Linked DNA regions of Mus musculus: region 2 is linked to region 1. A link is a contact called in public Hi-C data. All regions are on one chromosome and are shown on one strand. The core of a region is the stretch at or near the end of the contact, and the rest is flanking DNA. Distances in the headings are between cores, read along the strand shown. Region 1 holds the start of Maged1 (melanoma antigen, family D, 1). Region 2 holds the start of Spin4 (spindlin family, member 4).

Evidence for each region. Hi-C and Micro-C count contacts between places; a contact is called where the count stands out from the background.
Region 2: a Hi-C map of uterus shows a contact between it and region 1, with 7 times the contacts expected there. The contact joins the promoter of Spin4 here to the promoter of Maged1 in region 1. A contact is called at or near these places in 6 of 39 promoter capture datasets (the 3T3-L1 cell line, cranial neural crest, frontonasal cranial neural crest and 2 more) and 1 of 484 Hi-C or Micro-C datasets (uterus).

Annotation. Positions count from the first base shown.
Region 1 is chrX:94,537,480-94,545,044 of GRCm38.p6, forward strand. Maged1 (melanoma antigen, family D, 1) reads right to left here and starts at 4,546. Exons shown (of 13, transcript NM_019791.3): 1 at 4,413-4,546; 2 at 3,772-3,845; 3 at 2,376-3,068; 4 at 1,128-1,802; 5 at 966-1,029; 6 at 705-784; 7 at 495-586; 8 at 197-276; 9 at 63-105. The coding sequence starts at 3,816.
Region 2 is chrX:95,020,851-95,028,729 of GRCm38.p6, forward strand. Spin4 (spindlin family, member 4) reads right to left here and starts at 5,832. Exons shown (of 1, transcript NM_178753.4): 1 at 1,657-5,832. The coding sequence starts at 5,344. The coding sequence ends at 4,595.

The sequences.
Region 1 (7,565 bases), core at 3,296-5,795:
ATGCAATTCTGGTAGCATCCCTGCTGCTAAATGATACTTGAGATGAAAGAGCCCAATCATACCCAGGACGTAGTCCCATCTTGCGCAGTGCTTCCCAGAGGACGGCTGTGATAGGAGGCAAGAGGAGACAAGGCATGGAAAGTGAGCATGGAAATCAGACTGTAGCCAAGCCCCAGCTCCAAGGTCAGTCACTTACCCTCGGTGGCACGGTTGCCATTCATGAAGATAATGCCCAGAATCACTAAGAGGAGGCCAAGCTTCGGTGTGTCTTTGGTCCTAGAGGAGTATAAAAAGAATATAGATATATACATACCCAGCAGCCATCTGCATGAAAAACCCCACAAGCTTACCAATTTAGCTTCTCCAGTATTCCTCAGCAGAGATCATTATGCCCCCACTCTGCCCATGACCTCCTATGTGACTGAATACTGAGACTCTTAGGGGAAAAAAGCATCACTTAGAAAGACCATACTCCATCTCCTTTCCCATCTTACGTTCCCAGTATGCCAGCCAGGGACTCAGGGGTACTGATGAGAATATACAGATGCTCTTCTTTGTCGATTTCCTTCAGCTGGATTCCAAATTTCTACAGAAGAAAACCGATCAATGACGGCAGTTAGGATAACCTACCAATAGGCAGGCAGTCACAGCCCTGTAAGCCCTGTCCTTGCCATCATTCTTGTTTCTCAGGTCTGACTCTTTACCTTCTCCAGGACAAAGCATGCGCGCTCAATGATTTCTGGATAGACATCAGTGTATTCTCGGATGATATCCCTCAGCATTTCTGTAGGAGAGAAGGGAAGCACCTGGAGTGAGCTGGACCGTCCAGTGCCAGCCCCTGTGCCAGCCCTGCTGAGGGTAGCCCAGTCAGGTTCTTCTCAAGTACAATCAGCAGCTATGGGAGGGAGGGGACAGAATAAGCAAAAGATGCCCCTATCAAGGACATCAAGGACAGAACGACCTACCTGAGCGCTTGATGGGCACCTTCGTGTAGTCTTTAAGCATCAGGTACTTGACCAACTTATTTGCCTGGGGAGAAGTAATTAAAATGATGTTTGTAGAAAACGTGGCCGCCGGTTATAAATGGAAGGACTGCAGTAAACTAAGTGGAGAGGCACAGCACTTACTCTTTCCTGAAGAAGGGCCACATCTCGGGGCTGTGGAGGACCCTGGTTCTGTGAGGCACGAGAGTTGGAGGAGGATCTCAGATTAGGTGAGGGTCGTAAGTTCTGCCAGTCAGGTGGAATTGGCCAGTCGGCGGGGATCCAGTCAGGTGGAAAAGGCCAGTCGGAGGGAAAGGACCAGTCAGGAGGCATTGACCAGTCAGGTGGTACCTGCCAATCTGGAGGGCCCTGCCAATCTTGAGGGCTCTGCCAACTAGGTGGAGCCTGCCAGCTGGGTGGGCTCTGCCATCCAGGTGTACTCTGCCAGGCCATTGGGTTTGGCCAGACAATTGGGCCAGGCCAGACAATGGGGTTTGGCCAGATCACTGGATTCTGCCAGATCACTGGGTTAGGCCAGATCACTGGATTCTGCCATGCAACTGGGTTCTGCCAAGCTGATGGTGTCTGCCTAGCTGGGGGACTCTGACGTGCTGCTGGTGGGGTCTGCCTGGCTGTCTGGTTTTGCCAGCCTGATGGGTTCTGCCAAGCCAGTGGTGTCTGCCACACCACATTAGGGGGTGCTCCAGGTGGGTTCTGCTGAGTGGTCACTGGAACCGGAGCAGACCTCCAGTTCCCTGAGGCCAGTGAGGCACGCCTTTGATCCCCACTGTTGTTCTCTTCCACATTCAAGTTATTAACCTGTATAATTAGAGAGAAGAAAATTTCAGGGTCACTATTAATCCTGGGTCCTCCCAGTTGCTATCTTAGGAAGTACCTAGGAATCTTCACCTACACCTCACTAGCCACTGGTCACTTTGATTCTCTTTGTCTTTCAGACAGGCGTTTCATCTCCAAACCAGACAAAGGAAAAAACAAACAAACAAACAGAAAGTGGGACCTAGATTTCTCCTTTTCCTGTGTGACTACGGACAGTGCTTGGTTTCACCCTGAACTCGTTTCTTCCTGACTCTGTTCTCTCTAGAGAGTGAGGTACATCTTCAAGATCTAATTGATTCTGTGTGAGCCTGCCTAGCTTAAGACATGGTGTTTAATGTCAAAATGTAAGATGGCCTACACACATATTGCCTGTGTCCTTGTATCAACTCATCATCAGCCTGTGGACAACCTGGGCTCAGGAATAATAGTTACCTTAGCACCCCCTACAACTGTGCCAAAATACAGATAAATCCATGCCCTTTATTGTGTTTGGAGCCAAGGAAATTGGAAGAAAGGAGAGAGCCCAAAGCAAAGGGAAGCTAGCTGGGATCTCACCTTGCGGGTCCTCTTGCCCCGAATTATAGTCCGGGACTCCACGTTCTGAGTCTGGGAGCCATCTGCTGATGTCTGGGCTGCTGCACCATCAGCTTCAGAGATACCTGCGCTGGTCCCTACGTCAGCCATTTTGGCCTGATTTACATTCTGGGTCTGGGCATCAGCTCCAGGGACCTTAGTAGTGTCATTCCAAGCCTTAGCTGTCTTAGGCTGGTTGTTGGTCATCTCATTGGCACTGGGAGACTGAGGGAAATTGTAGGTGGTACCGGGGCCAGCCTTAGTGCTATTCTGACCCTTAAAGGCCATTTCAGACTTTTTAGCTGATTTGCCTGTGGGTGCTGCCTGGGAAAAGTCAGAGGCAGCATGTGGACCTTTAGGGGTGCCATTCTGTGACTTAAAGGCCGCCTTAGACTGATTCTTGGGCATCTCCTTGGCATTACGTGCCTGAGAGTAATCATTTGGCCCCTTTGTGGTGGCATTCTGGGCCTTAAAGCCTGTCTTAGGCCTGGCAGCAGCTGCTGAAACCTCAGTATCAGCCTTCTCATTGGCAGTTGGGGGCTGTGAACTCTGGGGACTAGCATTTGGCCCACTGGCAGCTGCTGTGGCCTGGCTGGTGGGCGGAGCCTCGGAGATCTGGATGGCTTCCATCAAGGTCTGCACAAGCAAGGCGCTGTCTTCAACAGAGGCCTCAGCCTGCAAACACAGGAGGGGCAACATTTCAATCTCTGAGCCTTACATGGCAGACCAGAGGAGGGGGGGGGCGCGGCGCAACGCAGCAGGGGAGCTGTAGACAGGCGTCACAGTACTCAGACGTGGGGGCAGAGGCGGGTCAAAGGGAGGCGGGGCGCGAACAAAATTTAATTAAGGGTAGAGGGGGCAGGGCAAGGTGAGGGACAGTCTGTGGCAGCAGGGGCTGGTGCGGAATGTGGTGCAAGCTCTGAGCCCCAAATGGGTTTAGAGACGGACTGGTTAGGCTTGAGGTGGGGAGCTCAAGACCCGAGGAGGGAGGAATCAAGGAGGATAAGCCGAGAGGGTGGAGGGGGAGTCTCGCGGCGTGGAGAAAGGGAGGGTGGAGGCGAGAGGTTGGGGGATGGGGCGACAGACTGCTCTACACGCGTCAGGGTTATGGAAAAAAAATGGTTCCTTACCCAACCCGCATTCTCTGGGCAGAATGCCCTGACTAACAGGGTCTCCCCTTTCTCTAAGCAGGGACCGATGGCTGAAAAGGGCCGCCCCTCCCCCCCATTCGATAAACGCTAGAAATCTGAGAGCCCGCGGTGTCTAGGCCGGAAGAAGGGCAAAATCAGATCCTGCCATTCGCGCGACCTAAGGGGCCGGGGGTGGGCGTAAACTGTCAGCAGGGGAAAAATGGGGGAATTGGGAGCGGGGTCCTCACCTGGAAGCCGCGGAGGCCTGCACCGCCGTCCGGTTTCTGAGCCATAGCTCTCGTCTCCCTGGCAAGAGCAGAGCCTAAGGGGGGGGGTGTGGGAGAGAGGAGCTGGGCATTACACTACAGAAGGAAAAGACATAGGACCGAATTCTGTGTGCGTGTGTGCTTTGATTCTGGGGGCGGGTGAGGTGCCGAGTCCGGGGGGAGAACCAGGCCTAAGCGGAGCGGGAAAAGTAACCGGTCGTCCCGCTAGACCATCTCCAATCTCAGACGCGGCCAGGGAAAAGCTTCAGCGCTGCCGTTTTGGAGTCAGAGAGGAGCTGTGGATGCGGTAGTTTACGGGGGCGGGGAGGGAGGGCGGCGAGCGGGGAGACACGGGCGTCCGAAAAGTTGAATTAAGGTTCTGAATTCAGAGGAACCATCTAACGGGATCAAGGTCGGGAAATAGGATTCGGGGAGGGAACTGGAGAAAAGATTCAGGGGGACGGACGGAGTTTCAAATTAGAAAAGGGTCGGGAGCAGGGTCTGAATCCGGGAGCAGGCAGAGCAGGGGGCTTCCGAATCCAGGGTGAAGGGACTGGGAGAAAAGAATGGCGGAAGGACGCCGCGCCAGGGGGGCAGATGCCCCGTCTGGGGGCGAACCTCACCTTGCCTCAGGGCCGAACCCCAATCCCTTCGCTGTTTCCTTCTTCGCGACTCAAGAGGATCGGGAATGGCTCTGTCCGGCTCTCGGCACCCGCACTCTCTCCGCGTCCAGGAGAAAATGCCAGCGCGGCAGCTCGGGCGACCCCGCCTCTCCGCCTAATATACCACCCACCGCCTCTGGACGCGCCGCGCATGCGCAGCAGATCACTGTCCAAATAAGAGTCCCGCTTGCTTTCCCAACAAAAGCTTCATCCCAGAGCCATTGTTGCGCATGTGCACTTGGAGGAGAGCCCGCCTCCTTGCCAGCACACTATCCCACCGCCAACCAGGTTGACAGTGGACAAAGGTTCCTCCTCCCCTTCTCCTTACGCATCCACTCCTTCAACAGATGCGCAGCGCCTTTCGGTCCCACCCCCTGGCCCGACACACCAGCCCCCTACCTTTCTCCGCAATGCGTCTATGCTCAGTCCCGCCCTTTTTCCCGAACTCTCTCTAGCCAGGTCCGCAGCTCCCGCCCACCCCCGTGTGCAGAGCCCCGTAGGTAGGCCCCCCGCGGGGGTCTCTTATTTCGAAACATGCTAGGCCTCTGCTGAGTTCACCCACTCTACGACGCAGAAACCTTAAAGGCCAGAAAAAAAAAAAAAACCATTGCAGAGATACCGGAGCAAGGGTCGCCCGGGGGGGGGGGGGATCTATAGGTTTCCTCTCACTGGACTCAGAAAATGAGCTTTTTCTCTCGCCCTTTTGGCAGTTTTTGCCCATCGAAACCCTTTTTGAGGGCTGGGTTAGAGAGGTGAGGGAAAGGCGTTGGGCTGTGGGGTCTGCCCTGGGGCTTGTTTTTCTTGCAGGCTGTTTTAGGGAGATGGATGGAGTGCAACATTCTCATTTAACACACCAGGTAGCTAATGCAGAAGCCCGGGGCATTGAGCTGGTACCACACAGAAAGGCCAGAACCTGCCCCAGCACCGCTGCGCAGGCTGGTAATCCCAGCACTCTGGGGACTCAGGGAAAGCCCTGAGTTCCAGGCCAGCTGTGCAACTCTGAGACTTGATCTAAAAGACAAACAAAACCATCCATGAGGGGCCTGGATTTTCCTGAGTGTAAAATCTAGTCTGAGAACAGGGGCACTCCTTCAACCTCTATTGGAATAACAAGCTGTCCTCTCCCCAATATTTGTTCCATGGGAATAAGGCTTGTGTTCTAGGAGGCCTGGCATGTGTGGGGACCCTTTAGGTTCGTTCTGTGCTCCTCTTAGTAGGCAGTCTCCAGGAGCGAGACCGCAGGCTTTCTTGGTGACTGCTGGAGCGGCCAGAGCATTCAGGTGTGTCTGCCTTGTTCTTGCAGAATGAAGCTGGCCTTGGCTTTAGAATTCCGGGAGGAGTGTCTGCCCTATCTGTCCCTCGCTGTGTGAGTCCCCTGAGATATAGTCACTACACTTTAGTGGACTTCTCTGAGCCTGGTTTACTCACTACTATCCAAAACAGGAATCCCGCAAAGAGGGTCGTGCCCAAGGACACACAGCCAGCTGTGCTTCCAGGACAGCTGGGGAAACAAACGCAGAAAGATGGCATACAGATGCGAAATGACTCAATCCAAACCCATCCGTTTCCCAAGTCCCGGGCAGACCTTAGCGCGTTTCCCATTTATTGTGGCGTCAGCTCCTGTGAGGAGCCTGCATAGGAAAGAAGGCTAATGCTAGGAAGGACTGCAGCATTTTGTCCCCAAGGGCCAACATCAATTCTGCCAGGCTGGATGACTTCCCTCATCTGTTGCATAGCAACCTCCCCTGTCAGCTGCCTGTTTTTCCTCAGCACTTCCTCTGTAAAGTGTCTGCAGTGGGACGTGATCAGACTCAGGAAAGGAGGTCTGAGGTGCCATTTTATATTTTCTCTGCTTCCACGTCTGTATCTTCAGTCATGATCCAGCCTGTACCTTATGGACTTGCACCCTGCTGTCCCCTCCCTTCTCCAGGTGGATATCTCTTGATATTCTCAAAATTATTATTTCAAAATTTATTCATATATATATGAATATATATGTATGTATATATTCATATATATATGAATATATATGTATGTATATCCTCACCACTGTTTCCTTTAGTTTTGTTCTTTTTGTCACATGAGATTGGGAGTTTCTTTAGGGATATGGATATGGAAGTTTGCCCAATTTACTCGTTGTTGTACCTTCAGCACGAAGAACAATGCCTACCTAATACGTTTTATATTCTCAATAAAGATTGTTTGATAAATGAATGAATCACACAATCTACCCCATTGCTAAAGCTAGAAGCCTGAGAGGAAATTTTTTTTTTTGCCCGATAAATTCACGTATTATTTTTTTGTCATATACAGAGACATAATTCATTATGGCAACAGTTTATATTCATCATTGGGGATTGAAATATCTAAATGCTATCAAAGTTAAGTAATCAGTTTTGAATCCTCACCACCCTGAGCCAGTGGCTAAGGCTTTTCTGCTACCTTTCATATAGCATTTTTAAGCTCAGGCACAGAGCTTCTTACGTCAATAAGATAATAATGCACGTGGAAATATTTTAAATGGCACTCTTTTGCCTAATACTCCACATTCTTCTTTCAGGTCTCTCAGATGTGCATTGTTAGCATGATGTTTAAATCCCTGCTTGATCAAAGAGTCGTGTTTTTATCATTGGACAAGAACCAGGAGCATACGCATTTTTGCATGTTTTTATCTTATCAGAAAAATCTTTCTCTGCGTCATTCTTTTAAATGTTTAACGTTCTTTTTTGTGTCTGTTCATGTTGTAACAGGGATCCTGGTGTTAGCTGAGTTCATTTTGGGGGAAAAGGCAAAGGACTGAGTGAGCAGAAAAGACAAAAGGACTGGAATGCGGGGGGGGGGGGTGGGGGTGGGGGTGGGAAGCTTTCCAGAAGCTAAAAGGCTCTCAGGCTCTTTCCTTGGAGCTGGGAGGGGACACTGGGAGGTGAGAGTCTGAGGGGTGGGACATGAGTCTAGATGGGGTGGGACATGAGTCTAGATAGGCTGCTTTGTTGTTGTTTTAAATTAAAACCCCTGAGTCCTTCTATTTTTCTTAGTTCTTATCCAGATGTTTGTCCCTGAGCAGGCCTGTCTTTCTAACTTCCCCTCAAAGTGTATGTGGGTTTGTTTCTCTGT
Region 2 (7,879 bases), core at 4,582-7,081, 480 kb after region 1:
GTTAACTCCAGTGTTAAATGTTGACACCAATTAGGATTTAAAAAGAGTCCCTACAACAAAATCAGAATAAATTCCACCTGGATTAAAATTGGCCTGTCCCCACAGAATAGCTAAGCAGGGCTCATAGGGGCTCACAGACACTAAAGTGACAGAGAGACTGCATGGGTCTGAGCTAGGCCTTCTATATGTTATGGTTGTGTAACTGAATGTTCTTACGGGACTTTTAGCAATGAGAGTGGGGAGTGTCACTGACTCTTTTGCCTGCTTTTGGGATCATTTTACTCCTAGTTGCCTTAACCAGTCTTAATATAAGGGGAGGGTCCTAGTCTTACTGCAACATGATATGCCATGTTCGGGTAATATCCCTGGGAGGCCTGATCTTTTCTTTTCCTTTCTTTCTTTCTTTCTTTCTTTCTTTCTTTCTTTCTTTCTTTCTTTCTTTCTTTTTTTTTTTTCGAGACAGGGTTTCTCTGTATTGCTCTGGCTGTCCTGGAACTCACTTTGTAGACCAGGCTGGCCTCGAACTTAGAAATCTGCCTGCCTCTGCCTCCCGAGTGCTAGGCGTGCGCCACCACGCCCGGCTGGCCTGATCTTTTCTGAAGAGAAATGGAGGAAGAGTTGATCTGGGGTCGAGGGGAGGTGGAGTAAGGGACTGGGAGGAGTGGAGGGAGGGGAGACCACAGTTGGGATAGAATGTATGAAAGAAGAAATTGAGCAGAGGTGTAGCAGTGGGGGATGGGGAACTGGGGATAGCTACCAGAAATTCCCAGATGCCAGGAAAGCAAGAGGCTCCCAGGACCCAACGAGGGTGACATTAGCTGAAATACCCAACAAAGTGGAGGAAGAACCTATCAAAACCATATCCAGAGCTTAGGCATGGCCCCCCAGTTGAGGGGTGGGGCCATCCACTCATCTCAAAAATTTTAACCCAGAATTGTTCCTGTTTAAAGGAAATGCAGGGACAAAATGTGGAGCAGAGACTGAAGAAAAGGCCATCCAGAGACTGTCCCACCTGGGGATCTATCCCATCTGCAGACACCAATCCCAGACACTATTGCTGATGCCAAGAAGCATTTGCTGACAGGAGACTAGTATGGCTGTCTCCTGAGAGGCTCTGCTAGAGCCTGGCCAATACAGATGTGGATGCTCACAGCCATCCATTGGACTGAGCACAGGGTCTGCAATGGAGGAGTTAGAAAAAGGACTGAAGGAGCTGAAGGGGTTTGAAACCCCATAGGAAGAACAACAATATCAACCAACCAGACCCCCGCAGAGCTCCCAGGGACTAAACCACCAACCAAAGAGTACACTTGGAGGGACTCATGGCTCCAGCCTCATATGCAGCAGAGGATGGCTTTATCTGGCATCAATGGGAGGGAAGGCCCTTGGCCTGGTGTAGGCTTGATGCCCCCTGTGTAGGGGAATAGGAGGGTGGTGAAGTGAGAGTGGGTGGGTGTGTGTGGGAGGACCCTCATAGAAGTGGGGGGAGGAGGGTGGGATAGTGGGTTTGTGCAGGGGAAACTGATACCGGGAAGGTGATTACATTAGAAATGTAAATAAATAAAATAACCAATAAAAATACATAAAAAATAAAAATAAAAATAAAGTTGGCCATTCATGTGAACATTATTAGAAAACACAAAAGTCACTACTATTATTGGTTATAGTTTTATTTGTACATAATTTATTTTTAGTAAATATATAAAACATGAGCACCAAATTCATGACAGTGTTCGCCTCTGCAGAAGAGGTGGTGTGGTAGTTGCAAATGAATTTATTAGCCATTAATACTGACCAATTGCAATATAAATCTGCATTTAAAGTAAACATGTCAAAGTATAGATATCTGCTAATTTGGAGGGGAGGTAAACAAATGTTTTCACATCTTTCATTTTTTTTAATTTTTTCCTCATTTTTCTAGTAAATAAAAGAATACAAAGATAATTATACTACCATTATAGCTGATGAATTTATTACATTTTCTGAACTGGGCTAATACATAATGACATACAGCACATAAAAATAATCAGCAAATTTTATAATATAAGCAGCTTTCAACTTCGTGTGTAATTGACAGAGAATATATATTCTGTAAATGACAGAAAAATATATATTCTGTAGTAACAAAAAGTCTGAAAAAGCCAATTGCCACTGAGAAAATATCAGGGAATGCATTAAAGATACCTAATAAAATTCATTCCCAGGATTTCAATGTTTTATAGCTTAGTCTCAGGTAACTTAAAAAAAAAAAAACTTCTAGTGCTATTTTACTCAGTCATTTTTTAAGCTAATAGAATTTTAATGACAAAGCTTCATAGAGACAGCTTATGAAAAAAAGACACAACCTGTTGTCTGTTAATTCAATTAAAAATACAAAGAGTAATCTAAAACTGTAATTTTACTTTGGAATGCAAATCAAGTATAAGTGCATTATTGGTAAATAAAATACGACAAAATAATAAATGGCTATTTTACCATAACCAAGTAGGATTTATTCCAGAAATAAAGGTTTGTTGTAATACTAAGTACCTAGCTTTCTAATAAATCATGCATCAACAAATTAAAAAAACTATATGTTTAATAATGGATATTGAAAAGACATTGATAAAATCAAGGAGACATTTCTAATAGTAATACTATATAAAAACAAGAACAGAAGGAATTTCTAAACATGAATAACTACTTACCAACAATCAACAACAAAGTCACACATGAAACAATAAAGTCATTCTCATAAAAATTAGAAATAGAAAAAGGCATGTCTGCCATCATCATCACATAACACTGCTCTGGAAAATCCAGCTAATGTTATACTAATAAGTATAAGCATTAGAAGAAATAAAATTATCTGTATTTACATACAAAATGATTGTATATATCAAGAAAATCCAAGTTTCTAATTTAACATCCAATGTAACATATAGGATTAAATAAACTCATTGGATAAAAGATAAAAATATAAAATCTGTAGATTTGCTTTATTGATAAAAATAAAAAGTTACTTATAAGATGGAAAAATATTCAACTTATTACAAAATTTGATAACTGCAAAAATAAATTCCATTTGATATGAATGACCTATATGAAAAAATGTTATGAAAACAAGATAAAAATATTTCAATGATCTACCAAATCTCTTGTGTGGTAAGAATATCACTATTAATTTTATTCTTGTATATAAGAATACAGAAAATTGATGCAATTCTGATAAGTATCAGACCCTTTCAAAATATCAATAAAATGCATTGTTTTTTTTTCTCTTGAAAGGATGAATGTTGAGGATAAATTATAATAAGAAAGAAAAACAACTATTGAAAGGGAATTTGTTATTCCAGTTTCTGAAACTCATGGTCTGGTATTATGTTTAAAATTAACTTTCACTCAGAAATTTGAAAAAGAGTGATTTTTTAAAAAGTAATTTCTACAGTAGAATATGTAATGCAAAATATTTAGAGTTGAGTCCCTATGTATTAGCATATGCAAAAATGAATTTCAGGTAGATAAAAATTTAAATATAATAAAGATTATAAAAGAAAAACCAAGTGAATATTGGTATGACCTAGGTTAGGGACACCTGTCTGAAGAAGATAGGAAACTAAAAATTTATAAAAGACATAAACATTTAAAAATTATAAAATTAAGTTTTTAAAATTGTAAAGTGAACAATAAAGATTAATAACAATATAAAGTTCATTAACACATGAAATAAAAAAGATTAAATGTACTTTCATTGTAGAAATTCCTATAACTTTACATGGAAAATATCAACTGAATATATATATGTATATATAGACAAGAAACAAAGAATAGGAATTAGCAAAACAAAAAAAGAGAAATATCCCAAGTAGAAAAAAATAAGTCTCATTGAGTCAGGTAAACATCAAATAATCAGGAACCCATGGAACGTTCTACCTGTCAGCGTTGCAAACATCAAAGACCAGTGGATGGCAACCTTGCAATAGTTCTTAAAACTAAATATACACCTACATAACACTTCTATAGAAATAAGAGCACCTTAATACAATAAAACATCATTATGAGTAAAAAAGGAAATAAATGCCCACCAATACCAGAATGGATACTTTTTGGCACATCTGTATGGACTGTGAACACTGGTGAGAGGAAGTATGAGAGTGACGGACAGAGACTGACTGTGCCATTTATCAAAAACCATATCATATGGAAGTCAGTTTTACAAAAGTTACATTGAAGTTTCTGCTTGAGAGCAGGGAAAACATCCCAAGAAAAATGCCAAATTCTCAAACTAAGGGGAAGAATTAGAAAGAGGGGGAAGGGAGCAGAAGCCACGTTGCACAGTTTATCTACTTTTGAGTTGTTTCGGTGAATCCAAACACTTCTCTTTTTTTCTTAGCAGCCAATTTAAAATTTCAATTATAAAACAAAGAACAAAAGTACCAACATATACTTGAGTCAGAACTGGAAAACAGTCAATATAAGATATGGAGGCACAATAAGATTTAGCCACTGTCCAGAACTTTTGACCTCAAAATTGACCTCAGAAAAACTTAATTTTGAGAACATAAAATATTTATCCTCTGATAGTTCCACACGTTTCGCAAAGAGGTCTATAAACTTACGGGGTTTTCACCAAGCCATAGACATAAATGTGAATATCATCATCAAACTTAATGAAGTAGACAGATGGCTTGGCTACCACCTGATGAATAAAGATCCCAGTTCTCTTGGACCCGTCGTCTTTGGCGTGTTCCACCTGCTTGCCCACAAGGCTGTCGAGCACCTCCCCAGGCTCCTGTTCAGCTGCAGGGAAGTAGTAGTTGGAATCTGGAATGATACGCAGGTCACCATCTTTGTAGTCGTCCAGCAGGGTGTACATATAGAGGACCGGATCTTTCTCGTAGGTGATGTAAAACCAAGTATCCATGATGGGGGCTCGCGCCAACACCATACCCTTCCACTCATCTTTCTTGCCATGCTCACCTTCGAACACATGTCCCACTGCCTTCCCAACCAGGGAATCGGCCAGGCGAGAGTCAATGCGAGGAGAAGGAACTCTCTCAGGAAGAATCTCCAGCGCTAAAACTCTCTTATCTCTGTGCAGTTCCAGTCCGTACACACTGTCTTTGCCATCATATTTGATGATATACAGAGTGGGCTTCACGGAGACCTGCTCGAGCACAGTACCTTTCCATTGCTCCACGGGCTCATTGCCTTCTTTCCAGCCGTGTTGAATGCGGCAGCCCACGATGTTCCTATGAGTGAGGAAAGTGGGCTTACGGCGCTGCTTCTTGTGAGTGTGCCTTTTCTTCATCAGGTACGCGGACACACCATCCACCCCAGTAGGAGGCACAGTCGGAGGAGACATGGCTCGAGGCTTCGGTGGCCAAAGTAAAGCTGCTCTTTGCTTAACAAGCTGACTAACAGTCAGCAGTGTCCAACGGCAGATATTTTTCGCGATCCGAGAGACTGTATCAGTCCTCTTTTCAGATTTTGTCAGAAAAGAGCTAACTGACTGGGAACTGAGACAGAGAGTGCCGCTCACTAGTGCTTTTTTCCTCCTTCAGGGAGGGGTGACTGCAATAGTGATGGCTCCAGAGAGATGGCGGGCTCCCGGGTTCGTTCTGTCCGCCCCTGGCGCCTTCCCGGACTCCCAAGCCCACGTCCCAGCCAGAATCCGCCACTTAGCTGTTGTCAACGCTGCTGCGGTCGCAGAACGGCAACAGAGAAGAAGTGGACTGTTAACCTGGACCGGAGATAACAGGGATGTTTCGCGGCCACGAAAGTGCAGGCAGTAGCACGTCTCCCAGCAGTTTGCGCTTTGCGCGGCCTGGTCTTGGCAGCGCTTGTCAGCTTGGCCAATCTGCGAAACCGGGATTTTTGTTGCTTAGGGAATCCTCCTCCTCTGAGCCCGCCCTCTCCTTTCCTCCACCCCTCCCGCTTCCGTCCTGCCTTCCGCTCCTGGGGCAGCCACACTGACACAGGCTCTCTCCTTTACTCCCGTGGCCCCCCAGCCGGTTCATTCCCACCAGAACCAGACAGTACAACACCCCTCCTCCCCTGCAGGCTGTCTGCTGCCCAACTGCATACTTCACTGAGGCTCCATCTGCTTTCTATCTTCCAGGAATTCCTCACAAGCAGAAAAAGAAAAGAAAAGTGAAAAAGAAAGAAAAAAAAATACGTGGGGTGGGAGAAATTGTATAAACAAATCTACAATTTCTTTCTTTTTTAAGAAATTTGAAGCGGGATTGGGGAAAAGTCGTGCACAGTCCACCATGTTAACTTAAACTCTCCTTTATATTTTCTACCTGATCATTCGTCCTAACGATTTTTAGTATGTTTTTCTAAGTGGAAGGAAAATATGCTGGTATTTGCTTTTCTAAAACTGAGTGAAATAAAAAGCAAAGCAAAACAAAACTAACTTTAGCCATACAAACCAGGCAAACATCAAAATGTTTATTAAGCTGATTTCTTATTAATATATCTTTCTATAACCTTATGCATTTGAGAGCAACTTTTATATTTCTATACCTTTTTTGCTTACTTTGTCACTTATATCACGAGTAGTTTCTGTCATGATTAAATATGCTGGAAACATGATTTGTTTTTCAGTTTTTTGAGACAGGGTTTCCCTGGGTAGCCCTGACTGTCCTGGAACTCACTCTACATACCAGGCTGGCCTCGAACTCAGAGATATGCCCCCCCCCCCTTCTCTGCCTCCCAAGTACTGGGATTAAAACCATGCGCCACCATGCCAGGCTGGAAACACAATTTTTAATGGTTCCATATGTGAACATAAAGAACACAGCTCTCATCTCAAAATAAAAGATGGTTTATTCTAGAATCAAATATAAGTGACCAAGACCAAGGTCCACAACTTTAGGTTACCCCAAGTTCTATGTTCCAATGTGGTAACAGTTTCATGGAATTTTGTTGGTGTTGTCGCTGCTGTTTATTATTAACCTGTGTGTGCATGAAGTGTCTATGTTGGAAGGGGGCAGAAGTGGAAAAGTGGAAATCAGAAGATAACATTGTGTAGTAACTTCTTTCCTTCCACATTTACTTGAATTCAATGGATTGAACCCAAGTCCACAGGTTTATGCCACAAGTTCCTTTGTAAGATAAGCCTCTTACCCAACTGGCCTCATGAAATTTTTATAGCAGCAAAACAAAGAGAACTATAAATCAGGAAACTTTTAAAAGGCATCAGGGGAAGCCTTGGGTAGGCGTGTTATAGCAAACCGGAGAAACTTCTGCAGTAGGCTTCAGATACTATCTGACAGCATTCCCTGCCTTTGGGCCAGTGAAAGCCGAGGATCTGTGCACACATTCCAAAAGAACTTACCTAATAGCCGGAAGAATGGTTAGGTCACTCACAGAGTTGAACAATACATGACCATTTTGGGTGGGGTGAGGGTGAAGATAGTTTAAGATAATGTGACTCTGGAACTGCGACAGCTGAACTCCTCCATTATACTCATAACTGAGTCAGTTAATCAACCATGTACAAAGTTCAACGTATGTGTGGCTTTTCCCCCAGAGAACTTCAGTTAACCCACACTGTTTGTTCTTAATATTCCTTCAATGGCTCCTCATTTATCCTAAATAGTCTAAGGCAGAAAAAGTAACTAATACAACTCTCCTTTTCATATATGAATTGATTAATTGAACTCGTCTTTATTTTTGTTTTCCTCCCTGAAATCCAAAAGTTGAAGTTGTGGTTCCATTCATTTTTTTTAAATATAGAATAATTGGATCATATTTCCCCAACCCAACATTATGCTCTCTCTAAAAAAAAACAAATCAAAACAAACAAACAAAAACAATAAGACAAAAAAAGCATACACAAAAACATGGAGTCTCTTTTATGTTGGCCTGTCTTGAAGTATGATTTATATACCCA